Linked DNA regions of Ovis aries: region 2 is linked to region 1. Evidence: chromatin contacts called from public Hi-C data. All regions are on one chromosome and are shown on one strand. The core of a region is the stretch at or near the end of the contact, and the rest is flanking DNA. Distances in the headings are between cores, read along the strand shown. Region 1 holds the start of GTF3C6 (general transcription factor IIIC subunit 6). Region 2 has its middle 33 kb from the start of SLC22A16.

What was found. Hi-C and Micro-C count contacts between places; a contact is called where the count stands out from the background.
Region 2: a contact with region 1 is called in a Hi-C map of hypothalamus, with 4 times the contacts expected there. The contact joins the enhancer-like site here to the promoter of GTF3C6 in region 1. A contact is called at or near these places in 10 of 16 Hi-C or Micro-C datasets (hypothalamus, liver, mesenteric adipose tissue and 6 more).

What each region holds. Positions count from the first base shown.
Region 1 is chr8:26,694,582-26,697,106 of ARS-UI_Ramb_v3.0, reverse strand. GTF3C6 (general transcription factor IIIC subunit 6) reads left to right here and starts at 1,263. Exons shown (of 6, transcript XM_027972368.2): 1 at 1,263-1,404; 2 at 1,752-1,832. The coding sequence starts at 1,276.
Region 2 is chr8:27,023,961-27,026,485 of ARS-UI_Ramb_v3.0, reverse strand. No RefSeq gene overlaps it. Among named protein-coding and RNA genes, the nearest start is that of SLC22A16, 33 kb to the left of the region's middle. Within about 2 kb of position 1,260, at least 12 of the 54 cell types and tissues checked have an H3K27ac peak or open chromatin away from gene starts, as enhancers often do. A contact at or near this core is called in hypothalamus, where this site is marked.

The sequences.
Region 1 (2,525 bases), core at 14-2,513:
ATCATCCTGTCTTTCTACAACGGTCATTTATTTTATAATCAGAAAAATCCATGAAGTTAGTTTTAGAAAAATCCTGTTTGAAACTTCACTTTACTTATTCTCGACTAACTACTAAGTCGCTTCAGTCGTGTCCGACTCTGTGTGACCCCATAGACAGCAGCTCACCAGGCTCCCCCGTCCCTGGGCTTCTCCAGGCAAGAACACTGGAGTGGGTTGCCATTGCCTTCTCCAATGCATGAAAGTGAAAAGTGAAAGTGAAGTCGCTCACTCAGTTGTGTCCAACCCTCAGCGACCCCATGGACTGCAGCCTTCCAGGCTCCTCCGTCCATGGGATTTTCCAGGCAAGAGTACTGGAGTGGGGTGCCATTGCCTTCTCCTACTTAGTCTCTGCTGCTGCTAAGTCGCTTCAGTCGTGTCCGACTCTGTACGACCCCATAGACGGCAGCCCACCAGACTTCCCCGTCCCTGGGATTCTCCGGGTAAGAACACTGGAGTGGGTTGCCATTTCCTTCTCCAATGCATTAAAGTGAAAAGTGAAAGTGAAGTCGCTCAGTCGTGTGCGACTCTTAGCGACCCCATGGACTGCGGCCCACCAGGCTCCTTCGTCTAGTACTCCCCAATTTCTGTCTCTTACAGCGCTTAGGGCAATCGGATCTCCATCTGCCATTCCTACATCTTTTTTGCGTGCTAAGTCGCTTCAATCGTGTCCCTCCTATGGGACCCTACGGACTGCAGCCCGCCAGGCTCCTCAGTCCTTGAATGGGTTGCCATGCCCGCCTCCAGAGTATCCTCCCAACCCAGGGATCGACCCCCTCCTACTGTATTGGCAGGCGGTATCTTTACCACTAGCGCCACCTGCGAAGCCTGCAGCTTTTGCAGGGTCCTGAAACCCAAGCTCACTTCTTAGCGCAGTGAAGTGTGCCCTTAGCTTGGCTCGGGGAGAACTTGAATTGAGGATGAGTGTTTACACAACATAAAGAATTTCTTTCAAAGCAATGTAGGATGGGGATACTCTAAGCCTCTCCATTCCCCTCGCGCACGGTGGCCTCTTTGCCTGCACCTTCTTGATCTCCTCTGCCTCGCTCGCCAGTGGGCTCGTCCCACCAGCGACGGGAGTCCGAGGGCTCCCTAGGTCGCCGAAGCTGCCCGACAGAGGCCAGAGTCCTGGCTCCAGCTCTCGGAGGGGAACAAGGAGGTCCACGTGGGCCCGGGGGCCGCCATCTCGCGTGCTGGCAGCAGCGGCGGGCGCAGCCGGAGCCGCTGCCCTTACTCAAGATGGCGGCCCTGGCGGGCGGGGCCCACGGTTCGCTGGCGGCGCAGAGGAGCGGCGGCATGGCGGCAGCTGCCAAGGAGCCGAGTTGGGTGGACTGGGACGAAGAGGAGGAAGAGGAGGAGGAGGAAACAGTGAGTGCCACGGTGGAAGCCCGCGCGGTGGTGGCGGGGGTGGAAGTGGCTGTGTGCGCGGCAGGGAGTCGAGGCGCGGCCCCGGGGCGCCTGGCGGGATTGTGCCCCCGAGCGCGCGGGGCGGAAAGCAGCTGCCCACAGCCCTGCGGGCCACGCGGACGTTCTAGAGGGAAGGAGGGAGGTTACCTTCGTTAACGGAGCGCGCTTCCTCTCCTTGAAAGCAGAACGTAATTTTCACGAAAGTGGAGTCGTTTCACTGCGAGTGTTTGTTTGGCTTTTCTCCTTAACTGCCTGCCTCTTCCTGCATTCTCACAGGCTAACGCGTTAACCCTTCTTTCTTCCACCAGGAGCAGTTGGTTATGGTGGAATTATCAGGAATTCTTGATTCAGACTTGCTCTCAAAATGTGAAAATAAATGCAAGATTTTGGTGAGTCTTGTAGAATTGGTGGGTTGTTGTAGGTTTTCTTAAATCTGAAACAAGAATGAATGGTGACATACCCATCCCCTTTAGTTGAGACAGTTCAGTTAAGTCGCTCAGTCGTGTCTTTTTGCGACCTCATGGACTGCAGCACGCCAGGCTTCTCTGTCCATCACCAGCTCCCAAACCTTACTCAAACTCATGTCCATTGTGGTGATGCCATCCAACCATCTCATCCTTTGTCGCTCCCTTCTCCGCCTGCTTTCAGTCTTTCCCAGCATCAGGGTCTTTTCAAATGAGTCAGTTCTTCGCATTAGGTGGCCAAAGTATTGGAGTTTCAGCTTCAGCATCAGTCTTTCCAGTGAATATTCAGGACTGAGTTCCTTTAGGATGAACTGGTTGGATCTTCTTGCTGTCCGAGGGACTCTCGCAGTCTTCTCCAATGCCACAATTCAAAAGCATCCCCTTAAAATAGATTAATTCCAGGTATACAGAGCAGTGAACCATTGGAGACAGTCACAGTACAGGGAGCTATGGGAGCAGCTGGGAGAAAGCTAATGCCCAACTTCTACAGCATTGTCGACTACAGAAAGATGCACAGCTTGAGAGTTGGGAGTTAAGTTTTTTGGGGCAAAATGAGAACTGCAGCCAGGGAGGCAGCATCTCTGATAGTTCTGAGAGACTGCTCCAAAGAGACAGTGG
Region 2 (2,525 bases), core at 11-2,510, 330 kb before region 1:
TCCATGGGCAGAGGAATCTAGGGGTCTACAGCCCATGAAGTCACACAGAGTTGGCCATGACTGAATGACTAACACAGGAGTCCAGGAATGGGTGGGTGACACCTCAGCTTAGAGGCTCACAAGGCTGCAGTCAAGGTATCCTCCAGGCCGTGACCTCATTCATGGCTCCACTGGGGACAGTTATTGACAGAATTCATTTCCTGGTAGGACGGAGGATTTCGTATCTTGCTAGCTATTGGCCAGAGGCCACCCCCTGCTGCTAAATGATGCCCATAGTTCATTACTCACCACATAGGGTTTCACAGCATGATCACTTGCTTCCTCAAAGCCAGAAAGAGACTGTAGCAAAGTGGCTGCTGAAATCTGAAGTAACATAGACATATGATCACACATACTCATGTGTGTCCCATCAACTTTGCCATATTCTATTGGTTAGAAGTGAGCCACAGGTCCTGCTCACACTCAAGGCCCAAAGCAAAATCTGTTGAAGTTGATGGGGAAAATGTACATGACCATACCGATCCTTTGTTTAAAAAATAGTTCTACATAGATGGTCCTTGTACACTGCATTGTATGGTGGCTTCTTTTCCATGTATGTTTTTAATCCCCTATTTAGGCCATAAATTCCTGAAGAATGGGGAGTATCTTACACTCTATAAGTCCCAGGGCACCCAGGAGCAGTGTCTCACATGTATTAAGTACTCAAGAAATATTTGGTTAGAGTCAAGTTAGCACAGTGGGAAATGTGCAGGCTTATGGAATCAGGGGAAGATTCATTCAAATCCCAGCTCTGCCATTTAATAACTGGGTAAACACACAACAATTACTTCCTGTCTCCAAGCTTCAGTTTCCCTATATAACCTCATAGCTTTGAGATGCAATGAGGTAATGTGTACAAACTGCCTGTCACATCTGCTACATGGTAGCAATTATTGTTATTTATAGATGGGGCTAGCTGTAAAATGTTAAGATGCTTAAGCTTTAATATCAAACAAAATTAAAACTCAGTTTTCTGTGATGAGTTTTTCTTTGCATCTGTGAAAGCGTTAGGATTCCTTTCAACTGTAGCTCCCCTTGTGTAAGAACAGTCCCACTCAGATGTCCATACTCTCAGGTGCCCCAGCAGTGACCCTCTTGTCAACCACCTTCTGCAAACTCTCTTTTCTGTTGAACAGTTTCCCAGATAAATCTGGTCATTAACAGTGTTAAAATACAGCAGGGTGTGTCTTCTGTATTCTGGTTGTAATCATTTTTCTGCCACAAGGGGGCGCAGCGTGACTGCAGGGAAAAACTTGCAGTCCTAAGTTAATATTACAAGGCAGGATAAGCTGTGTTCCATTCATTGTTTTCATTTGAAGATAGTTTTTTTTGTATATTTGAATTAATTTTGTTCTTTAAAGCAAGAATAATTGAAAGCAGGAAGCTTCCACCATTTGTTTCTGGAAGGTCTTTTCCCATGCTGTAACTGGTTAAGCATAAACTTAGCATCATTCTTCTCTGTTTAAAATACTGTGATTCATCTCCTTTCTGGGAGTCATTTCCTTTAGGACCTTAAGAGGCCTTCCAGCTCCAAATTACTGTACATTCCCAGTTCTTGTTATGTTTCCTGCAGGCCATCAAGTTCATGGGTTTTATTATCGCCTTGCAAATTAGTAGAAAAAAATTTACTAGCCCATAAACATTTTATCAGTCTTACTTGCTCCTGGGGGCAGATTGGTAACAAAATAGCTGAAAGCACTATTGTGTATAACTTAGCTATGAAACTAATTATTGTTGTGCAAACAGTTTCTAGCTCTTCATTTTCTCCTGGCACGCACAGTGGATGTGGGCATGAGTGTAACTAAATAAACCTGTTGCCCTACACTGCATGCAGCCTGTGGCATGCGTGCATGGCAAGCGTGATACAGGCAGATTTCACTGACAGATGAAAGTCTCTCTCCTATGAGAAGTCACAGTGGCATGTGAGAATGTGCTCATTCCCTCCTCTTCATCTTGCCCCTCCACTCCCCCTAAGCTGCCCTTGGATGCCCAGTGGGAGAGTGGGCAGAACCTTGGCACATGATTTTACAAAGGTTTCTGGTGTCTGGACTGAAATGGGTGCCTCCGCACTCAGGAAGTTGGCACCTGTGGGGGTGTAATGCAATGTTCCAAGTCACTGTCTGCTTTTCCCCCTCTGCAAAGTCACGTGTGTTTCTTTATGGTTGCCAGGCCCTTTTCAGTCTAGAATTCATGTTCCATGCCAGCCTTAATGTGGTTCCGGGTAAATGCCCATACTCCTGTATTTCAGTAATACCTGTCCCTAAGGGTGCTGTGGTCCATCCTTCTCTTTCACACCAGTTATGGCTCTGTCAAGGCGGCAGGTAAACCGCACAGTGGTTAATAATGGGAGCAGATGTACTGCATGAGAGAGATGCCCCCAGTAAGGAAGAGGGCAGGTGAAGACAGCAGCGGAGAAGGGGCCGAATCTTTGTCAAACGTGGGTACTTCTCTCCTCTTAGGTCAAGTCAGTGGCAGTCTGACTGATA